2 separate regions of the Mus musculus genome follow, and region 1 is linked to region 2. A link is a contact called in public Hi-C data. All regions are on one chromosome and are shown on one strand. The core of a region is the stretch at or near the end of the contact, and the rest is flanking DNA. Distances in the headings are between cores, read along the strand shown.

Evidence for each region. A called contact is a pair of places that touch in the nucleus more often than the background predicts.
Region 1: a Hi-C map of cortical neurons shows a contact between it and region 2, with 2.8 times the contacts expected there. The contact joins the enhancer-like site here to the promoter of Emc2 in region 2. A contact is called at or near these places in 2 of 39 promoter capture datasets (the 3T3-L1 cell line and 3T3-L1-derived adipocytes) and 1 of 484 Hi-C or Micro-C datasets (cortical neurons).

Annotation. Positions count from the first base shown.
Region 1 is chr15:43,693,051-43,699,660 of GRCm38.p6, reverse strand. No RefSeq gene overlaps it. Among named protein-coding and RNA genes, the nearest start is that of Tmem74, 170 kb to the left of the region's middle. Within about 2 kb of position 4,005, at least 18 of the 459 cell types and tissues checked have an H3K27ac peak or open chromatin away from gene starts, as enhancers often do. A contact at or near this core is called in cortical neurons, where this site is marked.
Region 2 is chr15:43,472,155-43,478,819 of GRCm38.p6, reverse strand. It overlaps Emc2 (ER membrane protein complex subunit 2), which reads right to left and starts at 1,591. Exons shown (of 11, transcript NM_025736.2): 1 at 1,495-1,591. The coding sequence starts at 1,534. Gm10373 (predicted gene 10373) reads left to right here and starts at 1,784. Exons shown (of 3, transcript NR_046064.1): 1 at 1,784-1,852.

The DNA of each region.
Region 1 (6,610 bases), core at 2,756-5,255, 220 kb before region 2:
TCTGATACAAGTGTGGATAAAATCCAGACACCTATCACTAGCTCTAGGTCGTGTCCATATCTTTTGTTTTGAAGGAAAAAATTGTCTTTTACTTGCTAAACATTAAATTACATGTTGATTTATGTTTTTTTTTTCTGTACTTTTTCTATATGCGTTCCTTCATGCTGGTTATTTTTACCAAGTATCCTTATGTTCACAGATCTTCCCCATCTTGGAAAAGTGAAAGTTAATTTTACCTACTGCTATTATCTAAATATCATCGGATCCCTCCTTTTTCTTTTATTGATTACCTTTCTTACATCAGAGACATTGATAGTGTAGGTATGATGCATTTATTATTTTTATTTCCCCTCTAATTATCCTTTTAGCTTCCAGTTTTCATTACTGAAATGCCAATTATCTCCAAAGTCATTAATAATTAACTAGTTATAAACCAGAAAAATCTTCTAGCCTTTATATTCAAGTTATCAGGTAAGGGTCATAATTTCAGATTTACCATTGACACTCAAATTATTTGCTTTACTAGAGACTAGAAAAGTACTAAATAAATAAATGAACCATGATTCAGATTGCTATCTGCCTAGCCTAGAGCTTTCCTCATCACCCAACTGGGAGTGTTTGTTTGTTTGCTTGCTTTTGCTTTTGCTTTTTATTTCTTTCTCATAATCATTATTCTGAGATTCATTTGCTATACCAGCTTTCCCTTCACAACTTTTGTTACTACACAACCAGCTCCTTTGTAATGTTGTAGATTTGACTTTGTAAACTCCCCCCTCATTTCTAATACATCCAGAAGATCTGGATTTACACTCACCTCTAAAGACAATGTGATATTAAAAGAGCAAATATGGCAAGTTCAAATGTGCATGGGTATGTTTATGCTTCTCCCCCTCCCCCCTTTTGTTATCTGTCTGCTGCTTCTTGGAGGGTTCCCATGCACCAAGCTTCAAAGATGTAACTGCTGAAAATAGTTAACTAACTTATATGATTTCATAGAATCCATGTCTTTCTTTGTACCCGGATAATCTGGTGCTTGTTGGGGTCTCTCTAAGACAGACATTACACTTAGAATTTACACAGCCTGTAGCCACCAGAAATGAGTCGCCAGCTGGCCATTCTGCTCTTGCAGCAATGGCTATGAATCTTCTCATTTTATTTCATCTTGTTCTCATTCAATACCTGGTCTTAGTGACTACCAGACTGTTGGTCCCTGGAATTTTAATTTATGGTGATTAAAGTCCACATCTCAAAATAATAGATCTTTCAATTCTCTAAGGACATTTTGTGTTATAGTTTGGTTTTACTTACCATGTAATTTGAACCATTCCTGGATGCTTCAGAGCATTTGCCAGCCAAAATTTCAGTATTCTGAAACTCAAACATAGCTCTAATATATTTGGCCAATACCTGAGCAAGCTACACCCAAGCCTGAGAAGAGTAGCACATACTTAATCAAGTGAATTCGTGTCTTTATTCTCAAGCTAACTGGGAGAGTCATGGACACTGATTCTGATTATCTTTTGGATGTCTCCATGGTTTAGCCCCATGCTTTGTGCTTGGTAGTTGGTAAATCTTTATAAAATGAAGCTGCCTAGAACTTACAGATTCAGTTTTTAACTGTGCCAAACACTCTCCTTCTAAACTGTAATGATTCAACATTTCCCTTATGTGTAAATCAGCATATTGATTGGAATTGTCTATAAAACAGTGTAACATTTAAATGTCTCAAGTGAATACTTTAAAATGATTTTTATGACTACTATATACTCATAAAACCCCAAAGAAAAAGGTTTTCATTTGTTATGAATTCTGAACCTAATTCCATTTTTATAATGATTTCTTTAGAAAAAAATCTAGAGTTTGAAGGGGCTTGATTTTTCATTTAAATTGAAACTGTGAACATTTTAAAATAGTAGACACTCATATGGTATTATAAGATTTGCTTTTCCTAAGGGAAAAAAAAATCAGAATTTCCCTTGTACATGTCTCTAGACTTAATTTTGTATTTTTCGATGTGTAGTTTGTTATCTACACTTTGAAATAGGACACACACATATGTAACCACGGAGATTCTATCTGAATTCTTCACTTTGCACTGGATGTGGTGAATATAATCAGAGTGCTATACATTTGTCTCTTCAGAATTGCAATGATTGTAAGAGTGGTTGCAACTCAACTCAAGAGAATCAGAAACTAGCAACCACAGGGAGAACAGCCTGTTTATGAAATGGAAATCCCCACTAGTGTAGAAAGCTGGGCATGATGACACATGCCTTTAATCCCAACAATCAGGAGGCAAAGAAAGGTGGATCTTTGAATTCGAGGCCACACTGTTCTACACTGCAAGTTCTAGGACAATCAGGTACAGAATACCTACCTCCCCAAGAAGTTGCTGCTAAGAGTTTGGGGCCAAAAAATCCTAATCTGAGAGTATCAGCATCCTAGGTTCAGCCCTATACATCAATTAATAAGATGAGTAGTGGTAAAAAGCAGAGGAAACTGATGTGATGAATGTGGAATGTAATGATGTAATGGAAGGTGAACAAAGAAAAGAGGTCTAGTGGCCACATCTTTGGGACATGCACGATAAATCAGTGTAAGGCAAAATATGATCTATTAGCTCACTATCTCAGCTCCAGTTACACAGGTAGTGAGAATAAATGATCATGCTGTCATGGCTTGAGGGTCATCGTCTTGTTTCTATAAGATAATAACTAGACAGAAAGACCAACAGAGTCAACTAAGCTAGATCCTTGGGGGCTCCTTGAGTATGAACCACCAACCAAAGTGCAAGCATGAACTGAACCTTGGCCTCTGCATAAATGTAGCAGATGTACAGCTTGCTCTTCATGAAGATTCCCCATCAAGTGGAGTAGCGACTGTTCCTGAATCTGTTGCCTTCCTTGGATCCTGTTTCTCTAACTGGGCTGCCTTGACTGGCCTCAATGAAAGAGGATGTGCCTTGTCCTGCAGTGACTGATGTACAAGTGGGGTGAGGGGTAGAAAAGGGGTGATGCAGGGTGGGGATACCCCTTCTTTCATGAGAAGGGGATGGGGGAATGAGAAAGGGACCTGTGAGAGCGGTGGACTTGGAAGAGAGGGGCAGCTGATATTGGGATGTAAAGTGGATAAAAATAAATTTAAGAAAATATTAAAAAGAAGATGATTCCTGCTCATAGGGGTTGTCCTGTGAGGTTTTGTGTTCCTGGAATATAGGATAACTGCAGGTATAGAACAAAGGCTCTTCTCTTCTGCCTTGAAAGAGAATGATGTAGGGTAAGTGTGATGGTTTAGAAGGTGTGGCCCTGTTGGAGTAGATGCAGCTTTGTTGGAGTACATGTGTCATTGTGGGTGTAGGCTTTAAGACTGTCATCTTCTCTGCCTGGAAACCAGTATTCTGTTAGCAGCCTTTAGATGAAGATATACAACTCTCAGTTCCTCCTGCACCATGTCTGCCTGGATGCTGCCATGTTCCATCCTTGAAGATAATGGACTGAACCTCTGAACCTGTAAGTCAGTCCAAATTGAATGTTGTTCCTATAAAAGTTGCCTTGGTCATGGTGTCTGTACATAGCAATAAAATCCTAACTAAGACAATAAGCATCGCCAGATTATAGATAGATAAACCCATTGAGGGATTAATAAACCTGTAAAGAGCTAAGTGGGAAACACAGCATAAGTGGAAAGATACTTGGTTTCCTTCTGCTTCCAGCTGCTATGAGGACACAAATGACTGCATGTTCCTCAGCCAGCAGCTTCTAAGCACTTGTGGAGAATGGGCTTGTGGAAAATATCATTGCCATGTGAGGAGACTGTTAGGTGACTAGTTATTTTCTCCCCTTCAGTTCTGAACTGAAGCACAATGGAGCAGTGCAAATGGAGATAAAAGGGTTGCAGCTGGAGAGCTGCAGAAATAAACTTCCCATGAAGCAAATGCACTCACCCACTCAGTCTGTGGGGGAAAGACAGTCCAATGCCTCCTCCAGCAACTTTTCACATGGTCTACCAGAGCGAATTCTCTGCAGACAGGCAGACAACTGGGAGTGGGAGGAATTACACTTGCCAGGTTTCCCTGGAAAACTTGCCAATCTTACAGTGACTCCACATCTCCAAGGAAGAGAGAGCAAACAGAAAGAAAGGGAAAATTTCCATTGAAAAGAAACAAAGAGTAGGATCCCCACCCCCATCAAAGCTGACAGGGAATCAGCCTACCCCTAACTGGGTCTGTCTGCTCTGCTCCGCAGAATAGTGTCTGAGGACCAGTGAAGCATAAGAGCAGATTTCCATGTAGGTGAGTTTTCAGGACTGTGCTTCAATTTCATTGTGCAACAACAGTTTTGTCTCTGTAATTCCACTTGCTTTAAGAGAATTTACTCCAAGCCAGGCATGGTGGCACACGCCTTTAATCCCAGCACTCAGGAGGCAGAGGCAGGCGAATTTCTGAGTTCAAGGCCAGCCTGGTCTACAAAGTGAGTTCCAGGGCAGTCAGGGCTATACAGAGAAACCCTGTCTCGAAAAATAAATAAATTAATTTAAAAAAAAAAGAAAAGAAAAAGAATTTACTCCCTCATTGATTACCAGAAGAAAAACACATTTTTTGAGTGATCTGACTGTGGGTTATTTTTTCAATTAATTAATTAATTTATTCACTTTACCTTCCAATATCAGCCCCCCTCCAAGTTCTTCCCTCCATTTCTCCCTCTACTTCTCCTCTAAGAAGGAGGAGGTGCTCTGGGTATCACATCCCCCTGGTACCAACAGAGTCAACAAACCTGAATGTTTAGGGGCTCCCAAATTCTGAATTACCAACCAAAGCCCCCCATATGTACCAAATATGTAGCTTGGTCTTCATATGGGTCCCCCAACAACTAGAAGGGGAGCAATCCTTGAATTTGTTGCCTGCCTGTAGATTCCATTCCCCTAACTGTGATGCCTTGCCTGGCCTCAGTGGGAGAGGATATCCCTAGTCCTTTAGTGACTGAAAAAGTCATTTTTTTTAAGGTTATATTCTTCTGGGAGAACGCAGACCATAAGCAAATCAAATGCTTATACAGAACTTTAGTGTGAGGGCCCAACTCACCAGCAAAGCAGATGCCACAACAGGATCCTTCTGCACACGTTTATTGGGAAAGCTTGATTGCAGAGGTGAAAAGACCCCGAGCCCAGAACTGGTGCTGCTTATATAGGCCTAGGAGATTGGTTATGCATTTACTACCTCATTTACATGTCTATATCCGATTGGTTATGCTCTCAGAACTTAACAGAACCTCATTAACATACCTCACTTACATATCTACACCTGATTGGTTATGCTCTCAGTACCTCACAGAACCTCATTAACATGCCTGGGCCAGGCAGTGACTCAGCAAAAAACTTTACTGCATATGTACACATTGGTTGTTTACCCAAACTTATGCATGGTGGCCAGCGGTAGGCAGCGCCACCTTGTAATGGCATATGTGGCTTCCCACACTTTAGGTGGTAGGAAGCACTAACAAAAAAAGAAAGATATAGAAAGATGTCAAACAATTTTGAATAGAGAGATTAGAAAGACTCTGAGAGAACAAAATGATTGAGCTGGAAATAAGGAAAGGACAACCCAGTCTAATACTCTTCTGGGTTTGATCTAAGGGAGATAGATGAGATACAACATAGGTCGAGAGGTTAAAGGGGAAATGGTAATCCAACAATCACAGATTTTTACAGGCAAGTGCAACGACATTGACTTTTATGAGAAGACAATGCAAATGTGTAGCAGAGAGTATAATCTTTATATTTTAGACAAAATTATTCTAGATACTGCCTTCAATTGTAGAATCACACTGGAGGAGAGGGTATAACTCTTGAGAACTAAAATCATACCAGCCAGACAGAAAGGTTATTGACTTTTCTACCAAGGATGACGACAAAATTGGAACCTAAAACAGATGTTGATGCTCAGTGTTATATTATATGGGAAATTTTTAGATGTCTTTGAGGACCTTTCTTGGTGCTTGGGTTGGCTTAATCTCAAGAGTCAGGATCCCAGACATGTCACACAAAGGCTCTAGAGTAAGTGGCCTCTAGAATATTTATCTCATAAATTCCAAGAATAAAATTCATGAACTTATGGTAAGAAGAAGCTCATCCATCCAGTTGGTCTAGCCTTGAGGTTCAAAGTATCTGGATTGGTCACATCCTCATATAGCTTCCAGAGAAGGGTAAGAGATAGCAAGGGACCAGGAGCCAGAATTCTCTTGAGCTATCACTGGCCTCTAGTACAGGTATTTTCAGAACAGCTGTTTTGGAGTCCATGAATTCCTGAACAGTTTTTATCTCATGTTCTCAACAATATGCCAGAAAATCTGGTTAAGAAAGACAAGATACCTGTGTGTGTGGATGGATTCATTTGTTTGTTTTGGAAATTATTTTTAATCCGTTTATCAAATGTATTGAGCATATCCCTCCCCATATCTGATGATTCCCCCATCTTACCCCTTTCATTGATCTCCTTTTCTCCCCAGTTCCACTTATACATTCATGTACACACATGACATTATGCATTTATTGCATCTAGAGCCCTCAAATGAGAGAAAACTTGCAATAGGAATCTTTCTGATCCAGACTTAAT
Region 2 (6,665 bases), core at 342-2,841:
AGATGCCATCTAGAGCCAGATCATTCAGCAGAATGACATAATAATCCCAGCACTTGGGAGGCAGAGGCAGGTGGATTTCTGAGTTCAAGGCCAGCCTGGACTACAGAGTGGCAGCCAGGGCTATACAGAGAAACTCTGTCTCGAAAAACAAAAACCAAACAAACAAAAAAAACTATCAACCAACAACAAAATCTTTTCTCTCAGGTTAGAAGCTAACTGACCACTTTAAAAATAATTTCTTCTTTCATTGCTCAACAAATTACACAGCAGTCACTATTCCAAATCTAGTTATATCGCTATACCTTAGAATGCCCACAGGACAGCATGAAGCTACGCAGAATCATTTTGCTTGCCAACAGTAACATAATCTTTGTCCTTGATTTGTACACATTAACAGATTTTAAAAGCTATCCTTCACATACCTTAAAAATATCACTTTTCAACAATCTTAAGGTATTTATAACATGTTTAAAAGCATTGAAAGGAACACCTACTAACCTATCTACTTTACAGTGGAAGGGTATGTGTTGACATGAACCTTTTAAAAATGAATTGACAGGTCTGTTGTTCCATTAAACTGTAAACTCTTTGAACATTTGTCTTATATGACATAAAGAACTAGGACTTACATTTTTTATTCAATATAAAATCTTTTCCTTCTTATACTATTTGAGATTTATTTGCATTCAAACAATTCATGTAAATTTCACTCTACATGTTAAAGATCCCACAAAAGTATTCAATGGGCAAACTAGCTACTGAAGTACACTGTACTGTGCCAACTGCTGGGAATATGGACAGAAATCTCATGCTTTTAAAAACACCCATTTATTTTCTTAAGCATGACTCCCACCAACGTTTTTTGAAAGAGATAACAGCTCATACAGAACTGATCCAAGATTTAAATATTTTATTTAAAGATTCTCCACTCTTGGTCAATCAGACAGGATAAGACTATCACATGTGAACACATACCTCCAATTTAACCAGTTACAATCTCCTTCAGAAAATGAATTAGTTGGCAGAAAGTAAGTAGGAAGCTACATTGTGTGTGCTTTAAATAGGACTGGCCAAGGAAGTTAAAAGGGGAGACTTTCTAAACCCATGGAAAGTGCATGTTGAAGAAACAGATCCCATTGGACTATCTCTTCGCTTCAACACATTGATCCCGCCTCCTCGCCTCCCAGAAACCACATGCTGTGTGACAGCCGCAGCTCCGCGTCCCTCCTGCCTCCTAAACAGTAGATGACAAAACCGGTGCGCAGAGAGGCAGGTGGATCGGTGTACGGGCCAGCAATCGCGACACTGGTACGCCGCAGATTGTGGCCGGGCCCAGGAAGGAACCAGCCCCAGTGTCCACTCGGTTCGGGCAGTTCAGGGAGAGCTGCCCGACGGAGGACACAACCGGGTACGAATCTCTCCGGGGATTCTGGGTAATTCTAAACCATTTCCCAGGGCTTTGGGTCTTCCTGCACCCTCCCCGCCCAAAATTACCTTCCCAAGTCACATCGTAACGCTCAGTGACCTTCGCCATCTTCCTAGAACCCGGAGTCGGCGAGGAGAGAGGGCGGGGAGACGCAGCACTTCACCCGCGACCGGGAAGTGGCAAATGACGAAGCCAGTTTTTATTGGTCGATAGCGGGGAGTGGGCGGAATCTTCCTCTCATTTGTAAACCACTCAAGAGGAGAGAGGGCGGAGCCAGAGAGGTCTGAGTGGCCAGACTAGTGGGAAGAAGCCGGAGAGGCGGGGCCGGAGGGCGGGGCGAGGCGGGGCGGGGCCAGCGGGGAGCTGAGGGAGCTGCTGAGGAAGGAGTCTGTGACAGACAGCTGAGGCTGAGGTACTTGGGCTGAGGTAACTTTCTACTTTTACTGCAACTTTAGATAACTATCTACTTTTCCTGCGATTTTATCAAATGTAATGTCTTTAGTGTCTGCCGCTCCAGGTTTTTTTATTTTCCTTTAGCTAGACTCATTCAATTCTTTCACAGTCCTCAATGATACCTCAGCCTTAATGAAGTATCATTGACAAAAGAATATATATATATATATGTATATATATATGTATATATATATATATATACATATATATATATATATATGGTGTATAGGGTAATGATTTGAGATTATTACTACAATTAATTAACTTATCTATCTCTTCTAATAGTTACCATGTTGGAAGGTAATAGCTTTTACCAAAATATCAAATATATGATGTGATACTATTGTTGACTAAAATCTCCATATAAACAAAAAAGTTTCTCCTCAGACTAAGCAGACTTAAAAAAATATTTCATTCAAAACAATATTAAATGCTTCAGTCAAATTCATACCAATGCTCTGATAAAACGGAGCAGTGTAAATATTATCCCATACTGTTTCTTTCTCTTTTTTGCTTTTCCTCCATCCTTCTCTATTTATCTATATCTATCTATCTCTATGTCTACCTCTATCTCTCCTTTTCCTCTTTCTCTTTTCTTATACCCATTCCTCTTACTTTTCCATTTCTGAAAGCTCAAATGCAGACCTACTTTAAACTTACCTCTTCATTTTAGTCTATCATTAACCAAATGTCCCACACGCCCCCCCCCATTTTTGCTTTTACTCAATTATTTAAAATCCTATGTGGGCCAATCTCCTCTACTTCCAGTATAACAGCCCAATACTTATTGCTAGTCACACTGCAGTTGTGACCCTTTTGCCTCCCTTCCACCCATACTATCAGTATACACAGTGCCATTGACTCACCACTTCAAGAACTAATATTTAAAAAGCATCCATTTTATACTCATTTTGTATTCAGTTATTATCTACTGTTATGAAAAATGGGTTAGTTACTGAATAGTTGCAAACAGGAAATATTCAAACTCAACCCTCAGCAGCAGTCAAAAGATAGAGCCTGGTACCTGGAACACCAATCTAACATAGCACTGCACCACAGCTGACCTCCAGTCTTAAGCAACAATTTGACCCCCTAATAGTCATATCCCAGGAGATAAACCTAAGAAGCATGAAAATTTAAGACAACTTGATACCGCCAAAAATTACCAACCTCATTCAAATGGCCTCCAGCAAAAATGATTAACATAGAAGTTCATATACAGAATTTTAAAAATCATTTTAAATATGGCACAACAACTCACAATGGACTCAAGAATTATCACAGAGAATACAGACAGCAAAATGAAATAAGGAAGTTCATGTATGTTGTTGAAATAATTTAATAAGGAGATAAAATACTGGAAAAAATAAAACCAGAATGATAATGGAAGTAAAAAAAAAAATAGGTCGGACTCCAAAAAAACAAATAACCCCATTAAAAAATGGGGCTCAGAGCTAAACAAAGAATTCTTACCTGAGGAATACCGAATGGCTGAGAAGCACCTGAAAAAAATGTTCAGCATCCTTAGTCATCAGGGAAAAGCAAATCAAAACAACCCTGAGATTCCACCTCACACCAGTCAGAATGGCTAAGATCAAAAATTCAAGTGACAGCAGATGCTGGCAAGAATGTGAAGAAAGAGGAACATTCCTCCATTGTTGGTGGGATTGCAAGCTTGTACAACCACTCTGGAAATCAGTCTGGCGGTTCCTCAGAAAATTGGACATAGTACTACTGGAGGATCCCGCAATACCTCTCCTGGGCATATATCCAAAGGATGTTCCAACTGATAAGAAGGACACATGCTCCACTGTGTTCATAGCAGCCTTATTTATAATAGCCAGAAGCTGGAAAGAACCCAGATATCCCTCAACAGAGGAATGGATACAGAAAATGTGGTACATTTACACAATGGAGTACTACTCAGCTATTAAAAAGAATGAATTTATGAAATTCCTAGGCAAATGGATGGACCTGGAGGGCATCATCCTGAGTGAGGTAACCTAATCACAAAAGAACTCAAATGATATGCACTCACTGATAAATGGATATTAGCCCAGAAACTTAGAATACCCAAGATACAAGATACAATCTGCAAAACACATGAAATTCAAGAACGAAGACCAAAGCGTGGACACTTTGCCCCTTCTTAGAATTGGGAACAAAATGCCCATGGAAGGAGTTACAGAGACAAAGTTTGGAGCTGAGATGAAAGGATGGACCATCTAGAGACTGCCATATCCGGGGATTTATCCCATAATCAGCCACCAAACACTGACACCATTGCATACACTAGCAAGATTTTGCTGAAAGGACCCAGATATAGCTGTCTCTTGTGAGACTATGCCGGGGCCTAGCAAACACAGAAGTGGATGCTCACAGTCAGCTATTGGATGGATCACAGGGCCCCCAATGGAGGAGCTAGAGAAATACCCAAAGAGCTAAAGGGGTCTGTAACTCTATAGGTGGAACAACAATATGAACTAACCAGTACCCCCCAGAGCTCATGCCTCTAGCTGCATATGTATCAGAAGATGGCCTAGTTGGCCATCATTGGAAAGAGAGACCCATTGGTCTTGAAAACTTTATATGCCTCAGTACAGGGGAACTCCAGGGCCAAGAAGTGGGAGTGGGTGAGTAGGGGAGTGGGGAGTGGAGGAGGGTCTGGGGGACTTTTGGGATAGCATTTGAAATGTAAATGAAGAAAATACCTAATTAAAAAAATAAATTATAAAAAAAGAAAAGGTGACCATGAAAATAAAAGTAGCAAAACACTACTAAGCATTCCAAAAAATAGGTCAAGTAAAAAGTTAAGTGGACATCCTCACCAACTGAATGGATGGTATTGGAGATAAAATATCATGTATGAAGAGGTGAAAACAAAAATGATGTATGAGTCAGTCAAGGTCAATGATTTTTTGAATGTATGAACAGAAGATGTCAAAAACTATGGCAATACCTACATATTCTAAATATCCAAGAAGAAATTTTTCATGCAAATGCCATAAAATGACATCATGGAAGATATTTTCTCAAATATAGTGAAAGGAAGCCTATCTAGACACAAGACGCATATAGAACAGCAAAGAAGCAGAACAAGAAGAGAAACTCTTCATTTATATTATATTTAAAACCCTAAATCTACAGAACAGAGAGAGTGTACTGAAAATGCAAAGAAGAGCCAAGTCACATAGAGAGGCAGGCCAGTCAGAAAAGCTTCTGACTTTTTCTTTTCAATCCATTAACTCAAGAAGGACTAATATCTCTCAAACTTTGAAAGATTATTACTGCACACCCTCTCTAATATACCCAGCAAATGTCTGCCATAATTCATGGTGAAATAAAAACTATGATAAAAAGCAAGCAAAAGGAATTATTATTGACCACTAAAGTAGCCCAACAGAGAATATTGGAATAAATACTTCAGTCTGAAAAAAAAAAAGATGAACACAATAAAGAGGTTAAATAAGGGAAAAAATGCTGCAAATGTTTCATCACTCATTAAAGAGAAGAAAGAGAAATTCTCAAACACGAAAAGATTAATAAAATGACAGGGAACAATATATACCTTTCAATAAAAACTAAAATTCAGTGACCTAAATCACACATCAAAAAAGACAGACTAGCTGACTATTTAGAAGACAGAATCTTTCCTTTTGCTGCTTCAAGAAACATGTTTATCACTAAATATAAACACTATCCTAAGGTGAAAAAATTTCAAAAAAAAAAAAGGAACTGAAAGCAAATAGAACCAAGAAACAAACAAGTGTTCCTATTCTAATGTCTACAAAACCAAATACTGTCAAATGACAAAAAGAGGGTGCCTTAGTCAGTGTGTTATTGCTGTGAAGAGACACTATGATCATAGCAACTCTTATAAAATAAAACATGTATTTGGGGATTGGTTACAATTTCAGAGTTTTAGTATATTATCATTATGGTTAGGGGCTATGGTGGCATACAGGCAGACATGATGCTGAAAGCAGCTGAAAGTTTTACATCCAGAACCAGAGGAAGCAGGAAGAGAGAACCAATGGTCATGGCTTGGGCTGTTGAAACCTCAGAACCCACTCCCAGTAACACACTTCTTCCAATAACTACCCTAACAATGCCACACCTCCTAATCCCTCTCAAGCAGTGCAATCATTAAAATTTGGGACATGACAAGAATGCCCACTCTCTCCCTATGTACTCAATATAGTACTTGAAGTTCTAGCTAGAGCAATAAGACAACAAAAGAGGATCAAGGAGATACAAATTGGTTAGGAAGAAGTCAAGGTATCACTATGCACAGATGATTTAATACTATATATAAACGACCTCCAAAATTCTACCAGAGAAGTTCTGCAGCTAATAAACAACTTCAGCAAAGTGGCTAAATACAAAATTAACTCAAAGAAATCAATAGCCCTCATCTGCACAAATGATAAATGGGCTGAGGAAGAAATTAGGGAAACAACATCCTTCATGATCATCACAAATAATATAAGCCATCTTATTGTAACTAAGGATTTCCACTACATCACAAGGACACATGCTCCACTATATTCATAGCAGCCATATTCTCAATACCCAGAAACTTGAAGCAAATCAGATGTCCCTCTGAAGAACGAATACAGAAAATGTGGTTCATTTACACAATATTGGATACTATTCAGTTATAAACAAAGACATAATGAATTTTGCAGGCAAATGGATGAAACTAGAAAATATCATCCTTTTGAGTGAGGTAACATAGACTCAAAAGGACATGCATGTCAGGAGTCTAACATGGTTGTCCTCTGAG